Regions from separate parts of the Mus musculus genome. Here regions 2, 3 and 4 are each linked to region 1. The links are chromatin contacts, called in public HiChIP or PLAC-seq and promoter capture Hi-C maps. All regions are on one chromosome and are shown on one strand. Each heading gives the region's core, a stretch centred on a gene start, on an enhancer-like site or on the middle of the called end of the contact. The rest is flanking DNA. Distances are from core to core; before and after follow the strand shown. Region 1 holds the start of Klhdc7a (kelch domain containing 7A). Region 2 overlaps Arhgef10l (Rho guanine nucleotide exchange factor (GEF) 10-like). Region 3 overlaps Arhgef10l (Rho guanine nucleotide exchange factor (GEF) 10-like). Region 4 holds the start of Sdhb (succinate dehydrogenase complex, subunit B, iron sulfur (Ip)).

Region 1 (3,550 bases), core at 86-2,585:
CCAGGGGATGGAGCATCAGCCAGAGCTGCTGGGCAGGGGACTGGCCTGGAGTCAGCCTTCGACGTGGACTCCACGAAATAGTCATATACTCTGCCCTTCAGCCCTGGTCCCTCTGCCTTTTGTATAATATTCTCCTCCATCCGGATCCGGGCCACAGATGAGAAAGTATGGGAGGCGTTGGTGGCTCCTTCCTGCTGCTGCGTGGCCAAGCCCATGTCTGCAGCAGCCTGGAGGACCCCGGCCTCTCCCCTGCTGACCCCTGTCATGTGGGTGAAGATCCAACTCTGGTTCATGTCACCATTGACCAGTGTAAGATCAGTCCAACCGTTGGGGGCTTCCAGGTCCCCAGATCCTGTTTCCTCTGGGGGTCTGCTGTCTGGCCATGGAGAGAGCTTGTCACCCACACAGCTGCCACCCACTCCTGGGATAAGTCTGCCTGAGGAGCTCGTAGGTTCACAGCCTGAATGAGGGAGGTGGGGAGGGTTGGGCTTACCTCTAACATCTGTTCCGGCTTCCTGGCCACCACAGGGAGGAGGCACCTGCTGAGAGTCTGGACACTGCCTGCCCTGACTTTCATCAGAGCCTTTTCTTGTGGCCTCTTCAGACCTGGAAATGTCCAGGATGCAGGGGTCTTCTGGATCCACCAAGCTGTAGTCCAGTGAGGTCCCAGCCCCCTTGCTGGCCTTCCTGCGTCTTCGACCCCTTGGCAGGGTCCCCGGTGGAGCCTCCTGGAAGGCAAGTTGTCCCAAGGCCTCTGTTTCATTTTCTGCTTTGTGGTCCTTGTTGTTTCTCCCTGCCTGCCCGACTGGGGCAGGTCTGGACTTGTAGAGTTTGTAAGCCGCAGTTACCAGGAGCAGCGCAGCTGCGGACAGCACCACCTTGCTGGGCAGCTGCATGTCCAAATGCCAGTCCTGGCCCTCTGCTCCTTCTCCAGTGGGGAGCATGCTGGCCAGGGACAGAGGAATGCCAAGAATCCGATTAATGATTGCCCAATAGGGACCAGTTCCTGGATCCTGCTGTGGAGTGGGAGGGAGTCCCTAGCCGGATCTGGCCAGCGGTTGCTGGAGCAGAGGTGACTTTGAGTCCACTGAGTCGGCAATGGGGCAGGGGATGGCTAAGGTTGCAGCTGGCCTCTTTGGATCCTTGCCTGAAAGGAGGGAGGGTCCCGACTGGAGGGGCCCGAGCTTCAGATCAGTCACCTGCAGCCCCTGGTGGGAGGGAGTGTCCAACAGGGATTCAAAGAGGAAGGAATCTCTGAGCAGAACTGTCACCAGATGCCTAGAAGCCACACTGTTGGTCTGTGTGTGAGGGTGTTTATTTTCTCTTTTGCAAATCCTTAGGTTGGAAGCTTGGGGCAGCTTTTGCCTTGGTTCCCGGAGCAGGTGGAGCCACAGTTAACAGGCGTATGGGGATGGCCTTGGCCCTAACTGAGGGGTCAGCTTTTAACCAGCCAAGCAATGAAACAGTGAGGACGCTGGGCCTGGGCTGGCGGCCAAGCCACCTGACTGGGCCCTTGGCTGCCTCTGCCCTCCTCCTCTACTCAACAAGTTGAAGAGAAACTAGCTTTGCTGAAGCAGCCAGGAAATACAAGACCTTAGCACCCAGACAAAATGAGACCTTAGAGACCCTGCCTCCTCTTCATGATGAGCCAACCTCATAGGAAAAGAGGCCTGTGGAGGAGTGACTCCTCACAACCCCCAACCCACATCAGCACTGTGGACCCCAGACTCAAATCTGCCGTTCACCAGCTGTGTGACCTTGGGCAAGTAACTTTACTTCTCTGTGCCTGCCTGAAAAGTGGCGAGAGACAGAGGGTGACCGCATCATTAGCTCATCAGGTAGAGTAGTCAACATGCATGAAGCCCCATGTTGTTGCTAAAGCTCAGCAAGGCTTGGCTGTTTTTATCTCCCCCATGTGCAGGTTTTTTTACTGGTTCTCAAGGGTGGGTGCTGAGGTCACAGTTTTAAGGGAGGTAAAGTCACTGAGCAAGAGTGGGGGCCCAGGCCTGCTCTGGGTAAGCCTCCATCTGTGCCCAGGATTCAGGTCCTCAGCTGCCGAGATGCCCAACGCACACGCTCCACTTTTTAAAGGTTGTCTTCAGGTTGCAAAGTGAAAGGACGATCCAATTTGAAGGCCCAGGAACTTGGTTCTGAGGGTTCTGGCCTTGGGAAAACTCTAAACTTTTTTGTTATATTTGTGTGTGTGTGTGTGTGTGTGTGTGTGTGTGTGTGTGTGTGTGTGTGTGTGTGTGTGTGTGTGTGTGTGCAAGTGCATGTGTGGGTAATACACATAGGCACATGTGACATCAGAGGACAGCCCAAGGATTCTGTTCTCCTTCTGCCGTGCAAATCCTGAGGGTTGAACTCAGGCCACCTTGCTTGACTGGAGTGTCATCTTGCTGGCCTCCTGGGATCCCCTTAGGAGGTCCTTATGTGTGTGAGCCTCCACCCAACAGCCTCAGTTTACCCTTCTGCATGTGGCAGTCTAGTGTGCCCTACTTTGTTGACTCCTGCAGGCCAGGCCTCCTTATCTTTGCCGGTGGGGATCTTTCCAGCCGTCTAGGTCCAGTCAAACTCCAAACCTCCCTGGGCCCTGTACTGGCTAGTTTTGTGTCAACTTGACACAGGCTGGAGTTATCACAGAGAAAGGAAGGAGCTTCAGTTGAGGAAATGCCTCCATGAGATCCAGCTGTAAGGCATTTTCTCAATTAGTGATCAAGGGGGGAGGTCCCCTTGTGGGTGGGACCATCTCTGGGCTGGTAGTCTTGGGTTCTATAAGAAAGCAGGCTGAGCAAGCCAGGGGAGGCAAGCCAGTAAGGAACATCCCTCCATGGCCTCTGCATCAGCTCCTGCTTCCTGACCTGCTTGAGTTCCAGTCCTGACTTCCTTTGGTGATGAACAGCAACATGGAAGTGTAAGCCGAATAAACCCTTTCCTCCCCAACTTACTTCTTGGTCATGATGTTTGTGCAGGAATAGAAACCCTGACTAAGACAGGCCCCTTCCATGGCCGCCTTCCTGAGTTCCTTGCCCTTTCAAACCAGCTTCTCCTTCTCCAGTCTCTTCTTTCAGCCCTTCTTCCAATCCTTACTACTTGCTTATAACCAAAGGCCCTGGGCAAGAACTGCAGGACTGACTCCTAGCCGACCTGGATAATACAGGCTGGAGCCGGTAAGGGAGGGGATGTCAGCTGAGTCAGGTGGGCTGCTGGGCACAGCGGATGCTCACAGACCCCTCTGGGAACCCTAAAATGGAGGTCCCCACCTCTCAAGAGTCTGCGTGTTAATGTTTGAAATGTGGCTTTATCCTTCCTCTGTTACAGGGAGGCCACCAGAGCAGAGAATGCAGCCAAGGGAAGGGAGTTTGTGGTCCTCAAGTGGAGGGGGAGTGTCTACTCTGGGGGGTTTCCAGGAAGGTCAGAGCATGGAGGGGGAAGGGGAAGCTAACCATTGCAAAGCTGGAAGATCAGAAGTCAGGATTCATACAGAGAAGCGCAGAAGGCAGACTGCAGGCTCTGGGGTCCCTGGGGGCAGGCAGTGTCTCCATGGCAG
Region 2 (3,630 bases), core at 952-3,451, 560 kb after region 1:
CTGGCAGGAGGAAGGTGGTCCTGGTGGCGATGTTGATCTCCTGAAGGTGCTCCAGAGTCTCCGTGTGAAAGAGGCGGATGGAAGAGCCAGAGGAGAAGGCCATCCAGACACCGCTGCCGGCTTTCACCATGTGAGTGACACTCACCGCCTCATCCTGGTGCGCCTCGAAGCTTTGCTGCACACAGAAGAGATGGAGGTATCAGGCCAGCTGCCGCCCTGCCTTGCCCCCGCAAGCCCCATTCTCCAGGGTCAACTGTTCCCACAGTCCTCAGGAGCACAAGCTAAGTAAGGCTCTGCCTGGACACCTGTCTGCACCAGGCCTTCGAAGCCCAGTATGCTGCACAGATCAGCACCTATTACAAATCAGGTTTCTAATGCTGACAGATTGTGACAGTGCAAATACTCCTCCTGAAAGGAGTGACTACAGACAATCAATGTGACAGGGACAGAAGGCAAAGGCGCTCAAATGGAGACCCAACTCCAACACACATGGGGCTCCTTTCAGGGAAAGATGGAGCCACCACCTAGCGGAAGCTGATGCTACATGCATAGGTTTTTTCTTTGAAACAGGATCTTGCTATATAGCCCTGGCTAGACTGATACTATGTAGCCCAGGCTGCCCTCCAGCTCATGATTCTCCTACCTAGGACTCCTAATTGCTAGGATCATAGGCCGCATCCAACTATATATATTCTTTAAAGTAACCATGGCAACCTGCAGACCCAGCAGGGAAGACGTTGCAGGAGTGAGTCAAGTCCTCATCTCTCATAGTGTGGTGAGGGCAGGGCAAGTCAAGAGATAATGTTCAAAATCAAGAGAGCAAGCGCTCTGGAGGAGACGGGAAGGAGTGTGGACTGAAGTCAGAGCAGGAGTCTCTTCTTCTAAGAAGCAGGACAGGGAAGAGCAGAGGAGAGCTACTCCACACCACTGGGTTTGCTCCTCACAGGCAGGAGTCTCACTGATCTCCACTGAACAATACAACAAAGCCCGCCAGGATACGGGCTGGCCAGGCGGCTCAGGCAGTGAGGTGTGCACCGTGCAAGCATGGGTGTGCACCGTGCAAGCGTGAGGATCCAAGTTTGAGCCCCAGCATCTGTGCTTTTATAGTTTTGTCTTCTGTGGGTTTTCCCCCTAGGCTACTATGATACTGTGTAATACAACGTCACCACTGCAGAGGCGGAGACCTGGAACTCTCTGGCTACTCTTCATTTTCAAAACCAGTGAGAGGCACTGTCTCAAATGGGAAAACAAAAAAAGGATAGAACCTGAGGAATGACATCCGAAGATGTCCTCTAGCTTCCACACAAGCATATCCATACACAGTGCATGCACACACACAAAACCATGCACATGCATGCATGTGCACATACACATATACACAAGTGTGTGCACACATACACACAAGTGCATGCACACACAAATGCATGCACATGCATGTATGTGCACATGCACACACAAATACACAAATGCATGTGCATGCATACGCACACATACATGCATTCACACACACATGCATGCACACACACGTGCACATACACACACAGAGCAGAAGTGTCTGACCCTCAGACAGGCAGGGTGCATGGTCTCTACAGGGTGGGGCATCCCCAGGATGAGGAAGGGAACTATCTCCTCCCTCAGACTGGGGGTTCTGTCTGAGCATTCCTGAGGTTCATAGGAGGGGCTTCTCAGGGAATCTAAGCTGACAGGGGCCAGGCCTGGGCCATGCAATACACAGCAGGGACACAGCAGCCCTGTCACTCAGGGCCTGCAGCCCATCTCTGCTAAACCAGCCCGGTCCTTGGCTTGAGTTATGTTGCTTCCAGGAAATCCATGAGTATGGGTGGTTCCTGGTTGCCAGGTCTGATTGAAGAAGTCCACAGGGCAACCCCAGCCTTGTTTCCCTAGAGGTAGAACTGGTCAATACTGGACCCAGTGGACCATGCAGGCCCATGCCAACACACAGGGACAAGACATGTTGCGGGCAGGGAGCGGGGGATTCACCGGGGGCTTCCCCAGAAACAGAAGACTGACCTCTGGAATACAAGCTGATCTTAGCCTCCTAGCTGAGCCTCCTGGGCCATAGGGAGAGAGTAGGTGGGGACAGAGAGTATGCCAGCATTCTGGGCCCCAGGGGGAGCCAATTCCAGCACCCCAGGGTGGGGGAAGACAGCAGTGTCACACAAGCTTCAGTGCCCTCTGGCCACCACTCAGTGCCAGGGAGCCACAGAGCTGTTGGCTTGGTAAACAGAACTTTCCTGGAAGCCAGTCCTGATCACACAAGAAAGAATCTAGCCAGGAACCCTGGCACAGCACCCTCTGACCATATAGGTGTTGGTCCTGCTTAAGGACAGAAAAGATCTGCCAGCAGATACTAAGCTTTCCCCGGCAGGTTTAGTGTCAGTGGAAGGGACACCACTAGTCTAAAAAGATGTCACACAACCGAAAGAGACTGCATAGGCGGAAACTTGATGGTTCTCCCAAGTCCCATGCCTGAAGAGACACCAGAGGCGACAACACTCAGCAGGCAGCAGTAAGCACAAAGCCCCGTCCTGGTTTCAACTCCTGCTCCCTTGGGACACCAGGGAGACAGTGGGTTGGGGCAGGGAAAGCAGAGGTATAGCCCAGAGCCTCTCACAGCTATGAATGCAGGGAAATAGTGAGACTGTTGGGGTGGAAGTGGTGGTATCCATAGCATCTGGGACCCAGATCAAAGAGGCCCAGGGCCAATCCAAGCAACGCTGGGTATCAAGCTAGTTATGAGGAACCTGGATCCTAGTGTGCTGAGTTTTTTGTTTTTGTTTTGTTTTGTTTTGTTTTTGTTTTTTGAGACAGGGTTTCTATAGCCCTGACTGTCCTGGAACTCACTCTGTAGACCAGGCTGGCCTCGAACTCAGAAATCCGCCTGCCTCTGCCTCCCAAGTGCTAGGATTAAAGGCGTGTGCCACCACTGCCCTGCTGTGCTGAGCTTTCTAATGGCTCTAGGGAGCCGGGTGGAGAGGCTTGTCCCTGTATCCTGGTACTCAGTAAACTGAGGCAGTTCAAGGCCAGAGTAAGCTACACAGTGGGATGCTGGAGAGATAGCTTAGTAGTTAAAAGAGCATGTGCATGCATGCGCACACATACACACACAGAGAGAATACATGCATTGCATGAATGCACGCACACACACAGAGACATGTGCATTACATGTATGCACACAGAGAAACATACATGCACTACATGCATACATGCACATACATAGAGACATACATGTACTATATGTATGCATGCACAGAGATATAGTGCATTACATGCATGCATGCACACACAGACATATGTACAACCCATATATGCATACATACATACACACAGAGAGACATGTTTTACATGCATGCACACACACACATACACAAAGAGACATACATACATTACATGCATGTATGCATACATACACAGTAACATGTGCACACTATATGCATGCATGCACACACAGAGACATACATGTATTACATGTATGTATGCTTGCTCTCTCTCTCTCTCTCTCTCTCTCTCTCTCTCTCTCTCTCTCAAAGCACCCAAGTTCAGCTCACAGTCACCTGTAACTCTAACGGCAATAGATCTGACAGCCTCTTCTGGCCTCTGGGGACACTT
Region 3 (3,909 bases), core at 66-2,565, 660 kb after region 1:
CTCTCCAGATGGAATCCTCTCTCAATCGGCAAACTCCTACTAAACCTTCAAAACCCCACTCCCACTTTCTCCATTGAGACCCTTCCTTTGATTCACATAGTAGCTTCTGGGCCCTGGCTGCGGAGCTTTCTAAAAAAGACACATGGAGGTTCTGACTTGGGGTGTGGCCACTCCTAAGCCAAGAGGTTATTTTCGAAACAGCACAGGACACACACAAGGTTGGTGACACAGCCCCTATTACAGGGGTCTTGCTCACTAGACCAGAAGCTCTGGGACACACTGGCTGCACTTCATCTCCAGGAAGGGTGGTCAGAGTGTGGCCTAGAGCAAGTGCCTAACAGCTGCCCAACTAAATACAGAGCATGTCCCCGCTTGGGGGTAAGGGCACAGAGCTGGGGCAGCTGTAGGGACAGGCTTCAGGTAGAAGGAGGGAAGCATGCACTAAAATCCTTTCACAGGGACTCTGCCCCAAGGGTTCCATGCAGGAAATGGGCCTGAGTCCCAGCCGGGAAGGGGCACCAGGGCTACCTTGCAAAGTCCAGCCCTTGGAATTCCTCGGCACCAAGGGCCGCCTGGTGGAGAGTCCACGCAGGGATGGCTCACGAAGAAACTGGGCAGAGAGCAATCAAGAGGCACTTGAGTGATCACGGTCTGGACCTGGCCTCAGCGTAAGAGGATTGGGATGGCAGTGGGGGGGGGGGGACCACTTCAGTTCTTCATAAATGCCCTAACGGGGAGATTTTGTTTCACAGGTGGCTCTTACAGCTCAGGACCAGCCAAGGGGCAGAAAGGAAGCCAATCCCAAAGTCGCCAGTCGCTATCTGAATTCCTTCCTTCCCAGAACCAGACTGAGAGGAGCGAGGGACGTCCCTGAGGTCTTCAGGCCACTGAGCTTGGAGGCACAGGAAGAGAAGGCAGGGCTGTCCCTCAGCTGCTGCCTCTGGAGGAAGGGACGTGCTGGAGAGAGAGAGAGAGAGAGAGAGAGAGAGAGAGAGAGAGAGAGAGAGAGAGAGAGAGAGAGAGAGCGAGCGAGCTCCAGGCGGCAGAGTAAACCAAAGAGACAGCGGAGGGCTCTGGCTCCTCCCCTCTGAGCCTGCAGACACTGAGCCCCTAGACATTGGGTCATTCAGGCCCCTGTCTCTTCTTAAACTTCCTTTCTTTGCAGGGAACAGGGAGGGAATCTCTCCTCCCTGGAGTGGGCGAGGCTTGGTCAATGGAGGCTACCTAGGAACAAAGGATCCCTTGTCCCCAGCTCAGGGTAGGTGCCCGACCCACCCCAAACGAGCTCCTAGGCCAGCCCCTGGTCAATGAAGGAAGGGTGAGGGGCACCGCCCCCTGGGCCTCTGTGGGAAGGAGCCACCCCACAGGCAGGCCAGAGGGGACTCTGGGGTCTGTTGCCCTGGAAACCAGAGCCCTTTGGAGAAGCTGCTGGCTGGAGAAGAAGCTGGCTGTCACCAGACTCAGACTCCCTCCCCCTCCCAGTCCCAGACACATTAACCCTGCTGTCCCCAGGGTCCAGCCAGGCTGGAGTGCGTATGAAAGCCTCCTCCAGTCCAGCAGCTATACTGTTCCAGCTTCTTCTCTGGGGATCCTGGACTCCCAGACACATCCCAAACTGTGACCCAGAGAGCAGAGATGAGTGACCTTGAGACATAGGCTTGTCCCCATCACTGCCTTGGGCCAAGTCAGCTTCCCTACCTGGAAAAGGAAGCCACTTCCCAGGGGACAAGTGCCAGGCTAAGAGGGAGTTCTGCCACCCTTATTTCTGAGAGCAGGGAAGTCGTGGCATAATGAAGTGACTGAGTTAGCATCATTGGGAGCTTGAGATGGGGACAATGGTCCAGACAGGCAGGGGAAGGGTGGTGGGCTAGAGCCAAGGGATCAACGGAGGGCATCTTAAGGGGACTCTGGGATACGGTGGGAGATGCACAGACACAAGTCCCATGACATCCAGCCTCAAATGTCAGAAGCATCCAAAGTCCATGTGTGGCCTCAACACATGTTGGCCATGTCCCCAGGACTCCAATTCACATGCCCTGACCTCCACAGGGTTAATCTCACCCCTCTTTCCTTGCATCCCAAATCTCTCACCCCTATGCCATTCAGTAAGCACTTTCATGAGCACAGTGCCCACTTCCTGCTAGCCTGGCTGCCAGAGGAACCCAGCTACCAGTCCTCAGGTGGCAGGCACTGGGTGCAGGTACAGGCCCTACATCATGGTAGGAATGACCCTGCCCATTCTGACAGGTGGGTCCCTGGACAGGATAGATGGGTATTGCAACCCACCTCCAAGAAGATGCTGTATGGAGCGCTCTGGGGCAGAGGATCCTTGGAGCTCACTGTGTCCAAGCTGAGCTAACTCCCCTGCGTGAGTGAAGTGGGTGCGTGCACGCTGAGCACCTGAGGCTCCCATGGTTGGGGTGAGGGATGAACTTGGCCTGGGACCTGACCAGAGCTCACCAAGGGATCTCACACTAAGAGGCCACACTGCTTCGGGCTCAGCACACACTCAGGTGGGCGCTAAGCTGCACACCATCACCTCCCTCCATGCCCACAGAGCTTCCCACCATAGTCCAATGGCACCCTATCCAGCAGGGCAGCAAGGGCTACAGTGTGACCTAGTACAAGGTAACCCTCTCTGAGGCCCCTCCCTGTGACCTCCAGTCCTCCAGATCAGGCGGATCATGCAGAGATGTCTGCAGGCTAAGAATTCAGGTCAGGAATGTGCTAGGGTTCAGTAGGTGACAGTGCTGGCCCTGCAGGCCCGACAGCCTCCGGTCAGTCCCTGGAAGGCACACAGTCAATGCAGCAACACACCCCTGTGATCGCAGCAAGACAGAGGCAGGGACAGGAGAATCGCACAGAAGCCAATGCACCAGTTATGCTGCGGTGTGCAGAGCTACCGCAGGTAGAAAAGACCCTGTCTCAAGAAGGTAAAAGGAGAAAAGTGAGCTCCCAAAGTTGTCCTCTGACCTTAAACACACCACACATCACACATACACACATACACCACACACATGAAACATATACACATACCACACACACCATACATACACACCACACACATACACACCATACACACCACACACATATACTATACCACACATACCATACATACACCACACACACACCACACACAATCATACACATACATACCACATACACCACACACATATCACATACACCATACACACACCATATACACACCACATATGCACAATCACACCACACCTCATACACACATATTACACACATACCATACACACCACAACACACACATACACACACACACACACACAAACACACACACACACACACACACACACACACACGAATGAAACCCTGAGGGCCTCTTCAGCAGCAGCACCTGCCTGGCCTGTCATTGCCTTCACAGCATGTGACAATGCATGTTGATGGACAGTGCGTGATACCAGAGTGAGGTAAAACTTGAGGTGCCGAAGGAAGACTGTGTAGTCTGGAGCAGAGCCTCTCCCTGGGTCAATGCTGAGGTCAGCAGCACACATCTTAGCTCACCTTCACGGCTATGTGACTGCCCACCTTAAAAACACAGAGACATGCCAGGCAGGGTGATTCCAGCCTGTAACCCAGCACTTAGGAGGCAGGGACAGGGTCACCATGAATTGGAAGCTAGACCGGTAGGTATACCTTGAAAGTTACAGGCCAGCCAGGGCTACTTATCAGACCTTGTTTTGTCTTGTCTTGTCTTGTCTTGTCTTGTCTTGTCTTGTCTTGTCTTGTTTCGTTTCATTTCGTTTGTTTTTTTGAGACAGGGTTTCTCTATGTAGCCCTGGAACTCACTCTGTAGACCAGGCTGACCCACAACACAGAGGTCTGCCTGCCTCTGCCTCCCCTAGTGCTGGGATCAAAGGTGTGCGCCACCTCCACCCA
Region 4 (3,867 bases), core at 787-3,286, 990 kb after region 1:
GCTTCCAGCAGCATGTCTGATGAAAGCAATATATCACTCTCTCCGCGGATGCCAGCCAACCAGCCCCAAACCCTGCGGTCTTACGGCAAGGACAGCTTGGCAACCCAAGTCAGGAAGGGGCCATGAAGACCTTTAAGCCCTATGGCATCTGTGCCTTTCTGGCACCCCAAAGCTCAGGGCGGAGGTGGAGCCACCCAGGAATTTATTATCCTTCCATAACATTAAGCTCCCCAAATCCCCATGACGCCCAGGAATGATGTGACTGCAGGGTGTGTGGGCACACTGGCACCAAGGGCCCCTCCAATAAATCAAGGTCTCAGTTTTGCTGGCTGCTCAATGCTTTTTCCAAGGTGACCTGGGTGGCCATTCATGTAGCAGTGGTGTCTGTCTTTGACATGGTGGCTAAAAATGGCTAAGGGGGCCAGTTCTCTAGAAATACTGCCTGTTGACACCCTGGAGGAGTTACAAAGAAAATGACAGCCTTCCTACAACCTTGGCCGATTTGGGTGGCCCTGATGGTGGTCCCTTGGGTAGTCTAGAAGAACCTACCCAGTGCTGAGCCAGGGCCCCTGAGAAGCCAAGGCCACCTTACCATCTGTTGCGCAAGACAACCACACCAGTCATAGAATCTTAACTCAGCTGCCACAACCCCTAGTGATTCAGGCAAGGACGCTATAAGTCAAAAAGTGGCGAAGGACTTGTCAATGGTCACATGGCCTTGAGGGGGCGATCAAGGTAACCCCCAGGGGTTCAGGCCTCTCCACACCCCCTTTAATGAGGCTACCTGGCAGAGAAGCCAGATTCAGGGTGAGTTCCCAGAAACTTGGCCCCATCTAGCCATTCCTCCTGTCATGGTAATTTCTCCAGTGTCTTCTAAAAGAGCCAGCGTGAGGAAACCCAAGACTATAAACAGTGCCCTCCTCTGCCAAAGGTGAGCGGAAAGAAATCAAATCCTTCCTCTGGTAACAAGGACCAGCAAAGTCACTGGGTGCCCCAAGAGACCAAGTGACTTGGGATACCAAGATCACGCCTGCCCAAGGTGGTCAAATCCCCAGTCAGAGGGTGGGGGGCTCTGAGAGAACCCATAAAAGGTGTCAGAAAGGCTGGACAGTGGTGGCGCATGCCTTTAATCCCAGCACTTGGAAGGCAAAGGCAGGCGGATTTCTGAGTTCAAGTCCAGTCTGGTCTACAAAGTGAGTTCCAGGACAGTCAGGGCTACACAGAGAAACCCTGTCTAGAAGTGCCAGAAAAAAAAAGCAGCTCAGGTGACTAAGGAAACTGACGAAATCTGAGGACACAGGTCGGTTAGTAGAAGGCTTGTTCAGCACACACAGGCATGGTGGCACACAGCTGTAATCCCAGCTCTCTGCAGTTCTTTACCTGTAGGAAGATCTGAAGTTGGGGACAGTGGACAGCCTGTGGGTCCTTGGTGGACAGCCTATAAGCTACATCACCCATCTTTCCTATTGTCATCTTCCTTGGGGTTAGAGAGGAATTAGGTGAGCAGCTCGCTCACTTACCACAGCATTCCAGAGGCTGGCACCAGCCACATACTAGGTACCCTTTCTGGCTGCTTTGGTTTTGGTTTTGTGTGTTTTGAGGCAGGGTCTCAAGTATCCCAGATGGACTCGACCTCATTAAGTAGCGGAGGGTGAGCTTGGTTCTCCTACTGTCTCCATATGCCGGGCATGCAACTTCTGTACCGACGTGACGTTCATCTTTTGATCACTTCAGTCACTTAACAAGTGTCCCAATCAGGTAGGGACTGACAGGTTCTCTAGATTTAGCACAAAGCTGACCAGACAAGAGTCACAGGTGATTGACAGACACCACTGCAAGTAGAGAAGGGTTAAAAATCACAGCCACCAGCAGAATAGGAAAGCCCCGCCCTCCTGGCCTCTGCCCCGCCCCTCCACGCTACCCTTCCCTCTCCCGCCCCTCAGACTCCAGAGGTCACCTTAGGAACATAGGAAGCCCAGTGGGCATGCGCCCTACGGGCCGCTGCTGCACACACGCACTTCCTGTACATTGGCTCGGAGAAACCGGAAGCGGCCTTCCACTCGTTGGCGCTTAGGCGGCTAGCGGTCCTCAGGGTGAGAGGCCGGCTTCCCACCGCGGTGTTCGACGGGATGCCGGAGGGGAAGGGGTGGGGCTGACGTCAGGAGCCAAAATGGCGGCGACGGTCGGGGTCTCCTTGAAGCGCGGCTTCCCGGCTGCCGTTCTCGGCAGAGTCGGCCTGCAGGTGAGCCCGGGAGCCGTGGTTCAGTGGGGAGCCGTGCCCGTCACCGAGGCTGCCTGGGTAGAGAGGCCGCGGAGAGGCGGAAGGAGCCCGGGTCCAGGCCTCGGGGGAGGACTTAACCCGGCATCCTGCTCTTGAGCATCCTTTCAGACAGCCATTCCGCGCTTCTCCATCACCGGAGAGAGAGGCGCGGCCGGGAGGAGGTTGGAAGAGAGAACAGAAAGACAGAGGTCTGGGAGGAGGACAGGGAGAGGTCAAGGTCATAGGATGAGCGACCTGTGGTCGGGACCCAGAATCAAATCCTGCTAGTTGTACTCCGCCAGGCTTGTGTGAAAGGGAGGCCTGCGGGGTGTCTGGGGTGGGACCCGGGAGGCCAGGTCGCACCTCCAGGTTAGGCTGGTCTGGATCGGTCAGGTCGGAGGGCGGTGGACTCTGCAAGGCAATGCACTTGACCCGCAGAGGAAGGGAGACATGAAAGAAAGCGACCCCGACCCCTTGAAAGATCCGTACTGTGGAAGTCTGCAGGCAAGACCCGGTTCCCTGAAGCGTGCTTATTCAGGGGTGTGTAGCGGCACTGATCTCATACCGCTGGCATGGGATGACAGGCAGAGCCTGGAGCTGCTTTTGTTAATAATTCTGTAGTAGCTCTGTCATAGGTCTCCCCACACGCCCTGTATCCTCGGGAGCTGCACAGTAGAAGCATTTAGAAAGGCGAGAAAAACTGCCTCTCCTTACTTTACAGATACCATTCAGTCCTCCTCTGGGCTTCTGGATAGTCCTTCACAGGCGGACAACAGGAACTCCCATTTTGTTTTGGGGGGTTTTGTTGGTTTTTTTTTTTTTTTTTTTTAGATTTGTGTGTGTGTGTATGAGTGTGTGCTTTCATGTATATGCACCATGTGCCCGTGGAGAAAAGAGAGCTGTATTTCCTGAACTGGAGTCACAGGTGGTTATCAGCCGCCATATGCGTGCAGGGAACTGAACTCTGCTCCTTCCAAAGTGCTAAGATGAATCTCCACCCTGTGATAATTTTAGTGTTGTTTTGGTTAGGTTTTGACTTTTCGGACAGTGTCTTTATGCAACCCTGGCTGGCCTGGAACTCAGAGATTCTCCGGCTTCAGCCTTCTGGGTGCTGGGATTAAAGGTGTGAGCCACCACCACCACCCGACTTGTGCATCCCTTTGCATGCACACCTATCACACCAGCACTCCAAAGGCTGATGCAGCAAGATCAGGAGTTTAAGGACATCCTCAGCCCCACACGGAATCCAAGGCCAACCTGGGCTACTTGGGACCCTGTCTCAACAAAAACAGACAGTGCCTTACCAGAGCCTCAGGCTGGTGTCCCAGATATTCAGTTAATGATTCTGTTTTTGTTGTTGAGAATGTTATGCATGAGTACTGTATTTAAATAATTTCCACCCCCTCTCTCCTCCCATGCCTCCCCTCCCTTTCACACTCATGACTTCTTTAATTATCATTGCTAAATATATACATACACAATCTCTTAAGTGCATTTAGTGTTCCTTATGCATGACGAGTTTAGGGCTGAGAACATGGGATGAATAATCACAACACCAGTCCGTGCCAAGGGGAATGGGAGAAATTTCACAAGGCCCCACCCCTAGT

Evidence for each region. Promoter capture Hi-C pulls out the DNA fragments that hold promoters and counts their contacts. HiChIP or PLAC-seq counts read pairs in DNA pulled down with a chosen protein or histone mark.
Region 2: a promoter capture Hi-C map of liver shows a contact between it and region 1, with 4 times the contacts expected there. The contact joins the enhancer-like site here to the promoter of Klhdc7a in region 1. A contact is called at or near these places in 11 of 39 promoter capture datasets (the 3T3-L1 cell line, 3T3-L1-derived adipocytes, the C10 cell line and 6 more), 2 of 484 Hi-C or Micro-C datasets (both in liver), 3 of 115 datasets of contacts at active chromatin or transcription factors (embryonic basal ganglia and embryonic stem cells) and 1 of 9 other capture datasets (embryonic stem cells).
Region 3: an H3K27ac HiChIP or PLAC-seq map of epiblast stem cells shows a contact between it and region 1, with 3 times the contacts expected there. The contact joins the enhancer-like site here to the promoter of Klhdc7a in region 1. A contact is called at or near these places in 2 of 39 promoter capture datasets (embryonic stem cells and liver), 1 of 484 Hi-C or Micro-C datasets (liver) and 4 of 115 datasets of contacts at active chromatin or transcription factors (embryonic stem cells, epiblast stem cells, kidney and 1 more).
Region 4: a contact with region 1 is called in an H3K27ac HiChIP or PLAC-seq map of hepatocytes, with 6 times the contacts expected there. The contact joins the promoter of Sdhb here to the promoter of Klhdc7a in region 1.

The regions. Positions count from the first base shown.
Region 1 is chr4:139,966,691-139,970,240 of GRCm38.p6, forward strand. It overlaps Klhdc7a (kelch domain containing 7A), which reads right to left and starts at 1,336. Exons shown (of 1, transcript NM_173427.2): 1 at 1-1,336. The coding sequence starts at 944. It overlaps Mir2139 (microRNA 2139), which reads right to left and starts at 930; the gene lies at 836-930.
Region 2 is chr4:140,521,165-140,524,794 of GRCm38.p6, forward strand. Arhgef10l (Rho guanine nucleotide exchange factor (GEF) 10-like) reads right to left here. Exons shown (of 29, transcript NM_001290803.1): 27 at 1-175. Among named protein-coding and RNA genes, the nearest start is that of Gm42335, 82 kb to the right of the region's middle. Within about 2 kb of position 2,202, at least 5 of the 459 cell types and tissues checked have an H3K27ac peak or open chromatin away from gene starts, as enhancers often do. A contact at or near this core is called in liver, where this site is marked.
Region 3 is chr4:140,623,631-140,627,539 of GRCm38.p6, forward strand. The region is part of intron 1 of Arhgef10l (Rho guanine nucleotide exchange factor (GEF) 10-like); the gene reads right to left. Among named protein-coding and RNA genes, the nearest start is that of Gm42335, 20 kb to the left of the region's middle. Within about 2 kb of position 1,316, at least 164 of the 459 cell types and tissues checked have an H3K27ac peak or open chromatin away from gene starts, as enhancers often do. A contact at or near this core is called in epiblast stem cells, kidney, liver and 1 more, where this site is marked.
Region 4 is chr4:140,959,235-140,963,101 of GRCm38.p6, forward strand. It overlaps Sdhb (succinate dehydrogenase complex, subunit B, iron sulfur (Ip)), which reads left to right and starts at 2,037. Exons shown (of 8, transcript NM_023374.4): 1 at 2,037-2,242. The coding sequence starts at 2,171.